Linked DNA regions of Mus musculus: region 2 is linked to region 1. Evidence: chromatin contacts called from public promoter capture Hi-C data. All regions are on one chromosome and are shown on one strand. The core of a region is the stretch at or near the end of the contact, and the rest is flanking DNA. Distances in the headings are between cores, read along the strand shown.

Evidence for each region. Promoter capture Hi-C pulls out the DNA fragments that hold promoters and counts their contacts.
Region 2: a promoter capture Hi-C map of cranial neural crest shows a contact between it and region 1. The contact joins the promoter of Espl1 here to the promoter of 4930578M01Rik in region 1. A contact is called at or near these places in 2 of 39 promoter capture datasets (cranial neural crest and liver).

The regions. Positions count from the first base shown.
Region 1 is chr15:98,982,292-98,989,005 of GRCm38.p6, forward strand. It overlaps 4930578M01Rik (RIKEN cDNA 4930578M01 gene), which reads left to right and starts at 3,674. Exons shown (of 4, transcript NR_045991.1): 1 at 3,674-3,795; 2 at 5,466-5,539; 3 at 5,686-5,854; 4 at 6,449-6,714.
Region 2 is chr15:102,293,952-102,300,216 of GRCm38.p6, forward strand. Espl1 (extra spindle pole bodies 1, separase) reads left to right here and starts at 2,342. Exons shown (of 31, transcript NM_001014976.2): 1 at 2,342-2,464; 2 at 2,809-2,898; 3 at 4,233-5,288; 4 at 5,468-5,572; 5 at 5,852-5,963. The coding sequence starts at 2,818.

The DNA of each region.
Region 1 (6,714 bases), core at 2,424-4,923:
CTTCAGGCCAAGGTCACAGCCAGGGCCACTCCCAAGCCTGTTGTCCCCAAGAGTCTACTGCTGTTTGATGAGTCAGCATCTGCTGTAGGAATGCCCTCTGCAAGAGACTAGCTCTTACAATCAATGCCGTCCTCCACTGAGATTCCTTCTGTGGGAAAGAATGATTTTCCTGTGTGTGTGTATGTGTTTTTTTTTTTTTTTTTAAATCAAGGACGGGGGAGAGGGACAGTGAAGGGGGCTAAGGCAGTGCCAAAGAATCAGCAGGCTCTCCTTCAGGGTCAGGAGTTAGTGGCTGTTAGTAACACTTCCGTGCTTGTCAGATCCACTCTTTTAACCTCCCTCCCAAGCAAAGCTATGAGATTCGATGATCGCATATAGATATATTTGAATGAGATCATATATCTGAATAAGGTCATCTAAACTAATACGTTGTGACATTAGTGTGAGTGTGTGTGTGTGTGGGGGGGGGTGTGAGGTCATGGTGCATGGTGTTACACATTCCCAGTTCTAGGGGACAGAAACAGGTGGATCTTAGTGAGCCAGCTCGGCAGGGAAGGGGACTTGCCACAAGCCTGATACCCTGAGGTCAGTCTGGACACTGATTCTCATACCTGTGCCCCTCCTCCAGGAATACATAATGAATATAATTTTAAAATTAAAAAAAATAGACTGCTGGAGGCAGAGGCAGGATGATTACCACAAATTTAGGTCTAGCCTGGTCTATATAACAAGTTCCAAGACAGCCAGGGCTATATGGCTAGACTGAGTACCCTGGGCATCACAGTAGGAAGAGTGCTTGACTGGCATTCCCTAGGTTAGACCCTCAGCATTGAGCCTGAGATATAGGAGGCCCTGAAGAAACATAGAAAGGGAGAAAGGAAAGAAGGGAAGGGGAAGGGAGGGAAAGGGAAGAGGAAGGGGGCGGGGAGAGTGTGCCCACCTACCTACCCTCTTTCTGAAGCTTGCAGAAAAAACCAAAGGTCACAGTGTTACAGACAAAAGTCACACCATTACAAAGGTTATAGTGTTAATATGCACAATCTAGAGTAGCCCTGAACAATTCTCCCATAGCCTACCCAGGCGATCAGTTTCTCAGTATTGAGGATAAGAAAACTCAGACTGTCAGGAGCTTTTACAGAAAGAGCCAGAGACGAAGGAAGGCAAGGAACAGATTGGAAGCTGCTGGTATGTTTTTCTGTCATCTGTTGACTAGGACGAGGGGCTCTGCTCCCAGCGGCACAGTGATAAGGTCAGCCCCAACTCTTCTCTGTGTGCTTGGCAACAGCCAGTCAAGCCAGAGAGCAATCTGCCAAATCTAATTAGAGTAGAAGAAAGCGAACAATGGGTGCCCGGCTCTGAGCTGACAGCCCCGGTTAAGGATGGGAGGACCTCAGGGGGATGTGGTTCGTGTGCTTGGGGACAGTCCTTCAGCTCAAACCTTGCCTTCACTCAGAGTGTAAAACGTCTCTCCCTGGATTCTTATCTACTGCACCGCAAATCTTCAGGTCTCTTCGCTTTTTAAAATTCACGCACATCCAACAAAGGCCTGAGAGAGCTCCGGTTTGTTCCGCAGGTGAGGTTGAAACAGAAGAAGGTTACGTCATGTGTAACCTTGGACGTGGCGCTGTGTGTCTGCTGATCACCAAGGGGCTTTGTGTGTGCTGTTGACCATAGGGGTGTGTGCATGCTCTTATTGCTGTTAATGTTATGAGTGGGCTCTCACTTCTTCTCTTGTATTAAGTTATACCAGTGACACTAGCATTTCTCTATCTTTGAAATCCTCTTTATACAAGGCTTATGGGTTTCATTACTGAAATTTCACAAGCGTCTTAAGTTTTATTGGGGTCGTAAATAAACACGCTGTAAGATGCAAAACTATTTACGTTTTTGATTTGTACTTTTTTTTTGGTTTTTGGTTTGTTGTTTTTTTGAGGTTTTTGAGACAGGGTTTCTCTGTGTAGCCCTGGCTGTCCTGGAACTCACTCTATAGATCAGGCTGGCCTCGAACTCAGAAATCTGCCTGCCCCTGGCGTGTGCCACCACGCCCGGCTGATTTGTACTTTAAATGGCCTCTCTGATCTGGGTGATTGGTCTCTCACATCAAAAATTTGACTTCTCAAAAAAAAAAAAAAAATTGAATGTCTCAGGGAAGAGAGATGTATTATTTTTTAAATCCGGTAAAATATATTTCTTAAAATTAATAGATGAACCATACTATTAATGCTTAGAAAGATACATTTGCACAATGTAAAGCTTCAAATCCATGAAGCCTGTCTGTCAAGCTATTATACCAAATTTCCAAGGCTTTATTCGTTTAATTTGGCGTTGATGTAGGCCATTAGTAATGAACAACAAAAGTTCTCAGAGAGGGACATTTAATTATCTTAAAGATAAAGTTAGAGATCAGGTGAAGTGGGAGGGCTGGGGCCCACATGTCCCTGTGGCCTGAGTTATTGTCCATTTATTCTCTCATTTAATCCTCACACCACTCTCTGGAGCCTGTCTCTTTCTAGCCTCTCCTCTTGGTAGATAAGGAAATTAGTCCAACAACACAAAGAAACACAGCCGATACCTCCCCTCCCCCGCCCAGGCTGGTCCAGTTCCGAGAGCCACAATGTGAGAACCTTTTTGGTAGAAGTAAGAAATATTAAATATTGAAAACCATCGAATTCACGATGAGAGGTTAAGCCGACATCTGTCTGTCTCTATGGACACAGACCAGTGGCTTTAGCCTAGTGTGTTCCTGCCACAACCTTTACAGCAAGGGGGTAATCTTTTATTTTCTTTTTCTTTTTTTTAAATGTTTATTAGATTTATTTATTCTGATCTTTTATTTTCTGACAACGTCTCTGCCCCCGCCCAGTTCTTCTTTCTCTTACATACCCATTATGTTAATAAACTATCTTATAAAATGTCACTACTCTGTCACTTTAAGCCAGGCCCCGGTCCAGAGAGCCAATGTTACCAACATTTCTCCTTCGGTCTTCACGGATGTATGTGTATAAGTGTGTCATTTGTTTTGTGTGACTTTTAGAAACAGGAACCGCGCCATGCTGTATTTTCTGTTTGACTTGTCTGTCCTTTTCCTCTCTGTGCCCTGTGGAGCTCCTTTTAAACGTTTCTGCCTCTTCCTCCCAGCTGATGCGGCTAGCATCAGAACCTTTCCCTTGTTTTCACTCAGCTCTTGAAATGACTTCATGGCACAAGCCAACATCTAACTGGGTTTGTATTCACGGGGCGGGTTGAAACAGGCACACGCGTTATGGCTGACTGGAGTGTTACTAACAACACAGAGGAACTAGAGAAGCAGGCGGCCCATAGCAGCACGGTAAGCGCAGAGACCCAGCGCAGGCGCGCTGTGTTCTCACCGTTTATCGTTAGCCCCCTGCCTCCGGGTGGTTAACCCCCACTCTCCAGTCCTTTATTCCTTACACCTGAGGTATTAGTGGCCGACTCACAAAGGCGATGTTGTAAACACGAAGTGAGGTAGCCCAGGGAACGAATCGCAAACCTGGTGTACTGAGCGCTTTCACTTCTGGGATGGTCTTTCAGAGGAAGCACGTCACTGTGGCTCGAGGGAGGGTGGTTAAGGAATGGAGCTATGGGTGTGGTTGGTAGCCTGGAAAGTCCCGGAGGATGGACACGGGGATGCACAGCTGTGACCCAAACCCTTGGGAGACTGAAGAAGCCAGTCTGTCCCACACCGGGAGACTCTGTCCAAAACAAAACAGAAACAACAGTAACAAAACTGGAGAATGCCAGCCGGGAAGACTGTTGATTAGCGGTGTTTCTTGTGTGAGTGAGCTTTGTCACATATAAAATAGGGTGATAGCCAGGGCTATACAGAAAAACCAAAAAAAAAAAAAAAAAGGGTGATAGTGACATCTGGTCTTTTCCAAGTGCAGCCCCCTTTAACCCTCACAGCCGCACCTGTGACGCGGCCTGAGTTTCTTTCTTTCTTTTTTTAATTTATATATTTTATTTATATGAGTACACTGTAGCTGTCTTCAGAAACACCAGGTCCCTTTACAGATGGTTGTGAGCCACCATGTGGTTGCTGGGATTTGAAATCAGGTCCTCTGGAAGAGCAGTCAGTGCTCTCAACCGCTGAGCCATCTCTCCAGCCCCGCAGCCTGAGTTTCTAAATGAGATAATCTATGACTGGAAAGCACTTAGGGTATTTTTGGAGTAAATGATGTTGCGTTATTGTACTGTGCCGATGGTGTGGCCTAAACTTGGCATGAGCTCACATTCGCTGTCTCTTTAATGCTTTTCTTAGTTGCTTTATTTCTTTTGAGACCTTCAAGGATGGGGGTGGGGGTGGGGGTGGGAGCTGTCTTTGAACTCCTGAACCTCCTGCTTCTGCCTCCTGAGTGCTGGGATTACCATCGTGTGCCAGAGCATCTAGCTAATACTCATGAACTCCATGGATATCTGCTGCATGTCTAAAGCCTCGACGTATGTGTGGAAAATATGAAGTGCAAAACAGATCTTGTCCCCAAAAGCGCTTATGATTTTTAAATCGAGGTTCTTTAAAATATGAGGTAACATATTTTGGGAACTTCGAACCCCGAGATTAAAAGCTTTGCTAATGCCCACTGTAGGGGTAGCTGCCATCAACCAACACAAGGCAGAATTATGAATATTCACAATTTGTGAATATTAATATTTTTTTCAAATATTATGAAAAATTTTATCAACTTTTTTTTTTAAACTTACAAACGTAAAGATAAGCCGGTGACATCTGCTTATTTGTTCTAGCTGAGCCTCGAATGTGAAAGGGAGCCTTTGAAGGGTCTCCAGGAGGGCTAACCAGGCTGGTCTCAGGGCTGTCTGAGGGCTGGGGCAGCTGCGGGCAGCCAGTCTCCTGCTGTGTAGCTCTCACAGAAGCACACAAATATTCCATTGTTCTAAACACAATACAAGCGGATACTTAGCGGGCAGATGAAATTTAGTAGGAACCAAAACACACACGAGCAATGAGCAGTACTAGACATGAAACAAGCCTGATTTGGGGGCAGTTTCCAACAAATAAGCCTGTGTTGTTTCTAAAATGTCCGCCTATCCCTCCTGGCTCAGAGAGCTTTCTCTAACCCACAGAACCTGATTTTAGGGTGTGTGTGTGTGAACTCATCCCAACCAGTCCCAAACTGAAATTCCAATTCCACAAGAAGACAACTTCAGCTGTCAAGAGCTGAAGCCACATGTGACTTCTGGTCTGAAAATCAGTCAGACAGCAGATGGGCCAAGTGTTTGTGGAATGTGACAAGGCTCGAGGCCTGAGCCAAGCCCCTTCGCCTTAATTCCAGGCTTAGCTCAGAGAAGAGCAGTTTGGAATGCTTTTCTTTTAAAGGGACAACGTTAAAATATCCTTTTGGTTTTGTGTGTTATTTATGGACTTGAGGCATTAGGGATTGAATTCGGGGAGGCACACACACATTTTTTTCTTCTTGTTTTGTTGACAGGGTTTTTACCTTGTAGCCAGGGTGCCCTGGAACATGACAGCCTCCTCCTTTGGCCACCAGAGTGCTAGGGACAGGTATGTCTCACCATGCCCAAGTCAGATTACTTTTCTAAGAAAACCAACTAGTAAGTAGCGTGAAAAGGGAGTGTTGCTAAGAAAGCCCCTTTTCACGGTGACGAGATTTCTCCTCCTCCTTCCCTTCTCCTTCTCTCCAACCTCAGCCTGCAAGAGCGTTTCTTGGCGTAGCCCTGGCATTCTTGATTCCTGGCCTTTGCCTCCTGACACTGAAGAAATTTCTTAGCAGACAAATGTCTCTGATGGTGTGTGAGAGGTTAAGTCTCTGCTACCTGCGGACTGAGCCAATTCAAGCCAGATTATATTATACTAAAGGCAAGTTTATGAGGGCGAGCTCACTGAGGCCAAGGGAGTTAACATGGGGAGAGAAGGAGGGAGAAAGGGAGAGGGGGAAAGGGGAGGGGGAGAGAGAGAGAAAGAGAGCCCAAAATCTCTGAATTATATAGGAAAGAGCCTCTGGGGGAAGGGCAGCCCAAGCCCTGGGCTGAAGGGTTCAGGGTTGGGGGCAGGGTATGCCAGGTAGGGACTGAGGGATGCTGGCAGAGTCTGGAGGCCAGCTTGCTTTGATGTGTAAAATTTGCAGCTCAGTGCCTTGTCCCTGGGTCTGAAACTGAACAGTGTGTAGTTGGTCGGACACTAGCAACACCACTACTATAAGGCGCTTAGTTAGGTTCATGAAGTCAGGCCATTGCCCCTTATATTGCAAAGAGCTGGTCAAGGAGATCAGGGGAAAGAGATTTAATGATAGCTTGGCTAAGACAGAGTTCTCTCCTCACCCGCCATTACAGGTTAGCAGAAAAGATGCCTCGAAAGCCAAGAAAAGCGAGCGTGTACTATAACCTTGAGAACGTTAACCAGCGTCTTCCTGAGGTGCAGGTTTGGGCCTTGATTATCCCATTTGTCTTTAAGGAGTCCATTTGTGTTGAAGTTTGGGCCAAGGATGTGGGGCCGTAAAGCCTTGAGCAGCGACACAGCAAGCATAAAGGACTAAGGAAGATGGACGCCTAATACTTTCAGTCTAGGGGGCCAATGACCTGGCTCTGGAACCACCAGCAGAAAGGTTCACCCCTGGATAGTTAGAATACTTACCCTTTTAATGAGATGCTGTGCCTTCCCTTCCCAGAACTCCCACACCCCTGCAGGTTTGCAGGGCTGCACTCAGCCACAAGTGCTTT
Region 2 (6,265 bases), core at 1,092-3,591, 3.3 Mb after region 1:
ACTGAGGCAATTGATGTCCTCATGGCTCACCTCCTTTCTCCTAGGTCCTTTATCCTACAGGGAGTATCCTGGAAATGTCTATAATCATTATTGATTGATTTACTGTGGCACTTATTATTAGAACCTAGGGCCTTGTCTATGTCGGGCACCTGCTCTAATCACTGAGCTACATCCACAGCCCTCTTTTACACTTTTAATTTTTATTCATTTATTTTTAAAGGCCTGTTTATTTATTTTTTTATGAGTTATTTGTCTCCATGTGCATACATGACCATATGTGTCTGGTGCCAGAAGGGGTCAGAAGAGGACATATGATCCCTGGAGTTACAGGTGGTTGTGAGCCACCATGAGGGCGCTGGGAACCAAACCTGGATCCTCAGGAAGAGCTACAAGTGTTCTTAACTGTTGACCCATCTCTCTAGTCCTCTTACTTTTTATTTTGAAATGGTTTAAATGGCTTGTGTTAGCCTTGAACTCCCTCTGTAGTTCACTCTTGGTACCCAAGATCCTCTTGCTTCAGGCTCCCCAGTATCTAGGATCATAGTTTTGAATTAACAGGCCCACCTTGTAACAAATACTGTTCGTTTTAAAAATTAATTTGTTATACTTATGTTTATAGGTGTTTTTGTCTCTACATATGCCTGGGTACCATGTCTGTGTCTGCTACCCAAATGGACCAGATCCCTGGAACTGGAGTTAGAGAGCTGTGAGCCACCATGTGGGTGCTGGAAATTGAACAGAGGCCCTCTGGGAGAGCAGCCATTGCTGTTTACTGTTGAACCATCTCTCCAGGCCCGCTTTTTTTTTTTTTAATATTTATTTATTTCTTTTATGTGTAGGAGTACACCATAGTTGTCTTCAGACACACCAGAAGAGAGCATCAGATCCCATTACAGATGGTTGTGAGCCACCATGTGGTTGCTGGGAATTGAACTCAGGATCTCTGGAAGAGCAGTCAGTGCTCTTAACCTCTGAGCCATCTCTCCAGCCCCAGGCCCGCTTTTAAAAAGATTTTTTGTTTTGTTTTGATTTTGAGACGAGGTCTCACTAGACAACCCAGGCTGCCTTTGAACTTTAAGCTTTTTTAGCTCCTCAGCCTCCTTAGTAAGTATTCCCTACCCTCTGGTGGTGGGTGATGTTTGGTACCACCCTTGACTTTATAGTGCATCTGAGAGAGCAGGAGTTAGACTACTTGGTAGGCAGGCAGATAAGGGAGAGGGGCCATGGCTAGGAGATAAAGGTGGTCAATTTCCAGGATGGCTGCTTCTTCCTTATGCCCCTGACTTGAGAAAAAAGCTCGGCATTGTTAGTGTCTGCATTAAATATTGCCATTCCCACGCTGAAATTTTCTAGTGGGGGAGATGTCAGTTTTTTCTCTTATTCCCTCCCCTTCCTATGTCTCCCCCTTTCTTTTTCTTCCTTCCTTCCTCCCTCCCTCCCTCCCTCCCTCCCTCTTTCTTTCTTTCTCTCTCTCTCTCTCTCTCTCTCTCTCTCTCTCTCTCTCTTTCTTTCTTTCTTTCTTTCTTTCTTTCTTTTGATTTTTCCTGAGACAGGGCTTCTCTGTGTAGCCCTGGCTGTCCTGGAACTCAGAAATCCCTACGCTCAGTATTTTGAACCCTGTTTCAAAAAACAAACAAAACAAAAGACTGTGAACGTTCACAATGAATTCTTCCCTTTACTCTTCACTCAACTCTATAGCCTTTCTTATACAACCCATGTAAGATGTAGGCTGGAATCCAAACTTGGGAGGGAGGAGAACCTAGGAGAACCCGGAGGTTGTCCCTGCACCCTTTTCAGTGTCCCTCTCCACAAAGTCAGAGTTTTAAAGAATCCCAAAGACCCTGTGTGGTGGTGTACACCTTCAACCCCAGCATTAGGCAGGTGGATCTCTCTTAGAGGCCAGCCTGGTCTATTTAGCAAGTTCCAGGACAGCTAGGATCACGTAGTGAGAACCAGTCTCAAAAAACAAAAATAAAAACAAAAAAATACATCAAAGGCTATTACACCTTTTCTTTCCTAGTAACGCAAAGCAAGCCATGTGGGTTTCTTATTTTAATTCTCTTGAAATTTAAAATCCTGCCTGAGCTCAGGGAATAAAGGCAAGAAAGACTTAGTGATTGACCACCCAACTGCGAAATGACTGTAATTGACTGAGGTTGAAGAAGGAGACTGTGTCCCAGAGTCTTTCCGGTCCAGAGTTGTACCCGCCCCTCCAGGAACACGTGACAGACAGCGCGGCAGATAAACTACAACTCCCAGAGCGCCACGCGGCCGGCCTGCGTTACGCTTTCTCGCTGATTGGTCACTAGGGATATTTGAAAGGAGGTGCTGGCGCGGAAAACGAAGCGTGCCCACCCGGTGCTTGGTGGAGCTCGGGCTGGAGGACGCTGCTAGGCCGGTGAGGAACGGCAGCTTCGAGGGAATTAAGGCACGGAGGGTCTGGTGAGCGCGCGCTCAAGCCGCGGTAAGTGACATTCCCATTGCTGACCTGGGAAGAAACGGGGCGTTTCTGCGGAGGCTCGGCGGCCCCCGAAAGGGTGTGCTCGGCGCCCAGGACCCTGTGGAGACCCCTGCGGTGGCCTGGTGGGACACTGAGGACAAGGAGCGTCCTGGAGGAAGGAACAGTGGACTTGTCAGTTTGTAACGGGAGCCCAGTTTATATCGGCCTCTCCCCGCATAGGATTTCTGGTGGGATTCTTTGCCTGCTTCATCCTTTGAATCCTCCTACAACTTTCAATCCCTTCTTTCCTCCAGTTATTTCCATTACAACCCTTCGCAGGCTTCTACAAACCATTTCGTTGTATCTAGACTTTTGCCATGAGGAACTTCAAAGGAGTCAACTTCGCCACTCTGCTCTGCAGCAAGGAGGAGACCCAGCAGCTGCTGCCTGACTTGAAGGTGGGACCCTTTATGGCTCAGGACACACCTAGTTTCTGAGATTATCTGTGTTTTTTTCCTTTTCCTTTTTTCTTTTTTTCCGAGACAGAGTTTCTCTGTATAGCTCTGGCTGTCCTGGAACTTACTTTGTAGTCCAGGCTGGCCTCGAACTCAGAAATCCACCTGTCTCTGCCTCCCTAGCGCTGGGATTAAAGGCTTGCGCCACCACGCCCGGCTTCCTTTTCCTTTTTATTTATTGTTTTTATTTTTATTTAAAAAATTATTTTTCCGCCGGGCAATGGTGGCACATGTCTTTAATCCCAGCACTTGAGAGGCACAGGCAGGTGAATTTCTGAGTTCGAAGCCAGCCTGGTCTATAGAGTGAGTTCCAGGACAGCCAGGGCTACACAGAGAAACCCTGTCTTTGAAAAAAAAAATTTTTTTTTCCCCTAGGGCTACTAATGTGATCATCTCCTAAGGACACTCTGGTTTATGTTCTCCGTTTGGGAGAGTTATACATCGGTTTTTGTTTACGTTTTATCATTCTCCTTATAGTAAATTTTACATTCTAATTTTATTTATTTATTTATTCATTTATTTATTATATGTAAGTACACTGTAGCTGTCTTTAGACACTCCAGAAGAGGGCATCAAATTTCGTTAGGGATGGTTGTGAAGCCACCATGTAGTTGCTGGGATTTGAACTCAGGACCTTTGGAAGAGCAGTTGGCGCTCTTAACCACTGAGTCATCTCACCAGCCCTCTAATTTTTAATTAAAAAAAATTTTTTTTTTCCATACTGGGGATTGAACTCAGGATCTCATGCATTCAGGAAAATATTTCACCACGGAGCTATATCTCTATATCTGTTTTCACTTTTAAAAATAACATATCATCTATGTCTTCATATGTTATATACAAGCATATATAATATATAGTATGAAATATGTAAGCTATATATTATCTAAATATTATATATATGTTTAAAGATTTCTGAGACAGGGTCTCTCTACATAGCCCCTGGCTGTCCTGTAAGTCACTATGTAGATGAGGCTGGCCTCGCTCGAACTCAGAAATCCACCTGCCTCTGCCTCTCAAGTGCTGGGATTAAAGGCCTGAGCCACCACTGCCCGGCCTGTTTTCACTTTTTTATTTTGAGACAGTGCTCATTCGCTCAAGCCCAGGAAGCTCTTGAACTTTTCTTCTGTCTTTTTGCCTTCACACAGGCCTGTGTCACCAAGCCTGGCTTGTGTTTTGCCGTAACTTGGAGAGAGATACATGAGAACCTGTGGGGCCCTGTTTCTGCCCCCCCCCCCCTTTCTTTTCTGCTCACGCGGCTTGATTCTTTCTCCTAGGAGTTCCTGTCCAGATCCCGGACTGATTTCCCCAGCAGCCGAACAGATGCCGAAAGAAGACAAATTTGCGATACCATCCTGAGGGCTTGCACCCAGCAGTTGACTGCCAAGCTCGATTGCCCTGGGCACCTGAGGAGTATTTTGGACCTGGCAGAGCTGGCCTGTGATGGCTATTTGTTGTCTACTCCACAGCGCCCTCCCCTCTACCTGGAACGCATTCTCTTCATCCTACTTCGCAATGGTTCCACTCAGGGAAGCCCAGACACTGTGCTGCGCCTTGCCCAGCCTCTCCATGCCTGCTTGGTTCAGAACTCTGGAGAGGCTGCCCCTCAGGACTATGAGGCCGTGACCCGGGGCAGCTTCTCTCTGTTTTGGAAGGGAGCAGAGGCACTGTTGGAGCGGCGAGCTGCGTTCTCAACTCGGCTGAATGCCTTGAGCTTCTTGGTGCTCTTGGAGGATGGCAGTGTCCCCTGTGAGGTCCCTCACTTTGCTTCTCCAACCGCCTGTCGTTTAGTTGCCGCCTATCAGCTGTACGATGCTACAGGACAAGGTCTAGATGAAGCTGATGCCGACTTCCTGTATGAAGTGCTTTCTAGGCACCTGATCAGAGTCTTAGTAGGTGAGGGTGGTAGCTCTCCCGGTCCTCTCTCGCCTCAGAGGGCCCTCTGCCTCTTGGAAATCACCCTGGAACACTGCCGTCGGCTCTGCTGGAACCACCACCACCGCCAGGCTGCCAGAGCAGTGGAGAGGGCTCGTAATCACCTAGAGAAGACCAGTGTAGCTCCTAGCCTCCAGTTATGCCAGATGGGGGTTGAGCTGTTGGAAGCTGTAGAAGAAAGACCAGGGGCAGTGGCCCAGCTTCTGAGGAAGGCAGCAGCCGTTCTTATCAACAGTATCGAGGCGCCGTCGCCCCCGCTCCGGGCATTGTACGACAGCTGCCAGTTCTTCCTTTCAGGCCTGGAGAGAGGCATCAGGAGGCACTGTGGACTTGATGCCATATTGAGTCTCTTTGCTTTTCTTGGGGGATACAGCTCCCTTGTCCGGCACCTGAGAGAAGTGAGTTAAGAACCTACAGTAGGGTGGGGAGTGGCTCTGTAAATAACTGGAAATTCTGGAGCCTTGGTAAGCTGCTCTCTAGGCTGTGCCGGGCTTGAGGGACTCTAGGCAGTACTCAGCACAAAGTTCACCCTCTCCAGGTTTCAGATCAGACGCCTCTTCCTTCATCTCTCCTTCAGGTCTCTGAAGCATCTTCCAAGCAGCAGCAGTGCTTGCTTCAGATGCACTTCCAGGGTTTCCACCTCTTCACCGGGATTGTGTATGACTTTGCTCAAGGCTGTCAGGTACCATCGGACATTCTGAGGTTGCTTCTTAGAAGACCTTTGGGTAACTGGGCAGTGGTAGGGGTGCACGCCTTTAATCCCAGCACTTGGGAAGCAGAGGCAGGCAGATCTTTGTGTTCAAGGCCAGCCTCTATAGAGTGAGTTCCAGGACAGAGAAACCCTGTCTGGAAAACAAACAAACAAACAAACAAAGCTTTGGTTTTGGACATGGGATGAGGTGGAAGTCCTAGTGGACCTTGCATGACTCTTTTAATCCTTTAACCTTCTTGTTCCTTTCAGGCAACTGAGCTTGCTCAGCTAGTGGACGGTTGCAGATCTGCTGCTGTCTGGATGTTGGAGGCCTTAGAGGGCCTGTCGGGTGGAGAGCTGGCTGACTACCTGAGCATGACTGGTTAGTGCCTTGGGGCTCGCTGCATTGCTCTAGGGGATGGCTATCACTTGTCATGCTGACTAGGAGAGCACGTGTACTTTTCTGACAGCTGAGTGTCAAAGGTTTAAAGAGACAGGAAAAGACTTATGTGGAAGGATCTGATTAATGCAGGAGAGACGGGGTGAGGCTTAGGACAGAGAATTCTTTTTTTCCTTATTATATTTTGCAGTTTGATTTGGTAATTGTTTTAAAAAATATCTGTGCATTGTATGCAACATTACAGACTTTATTTATTTATTTATTGAGACAGGGTTTCTCTGTAT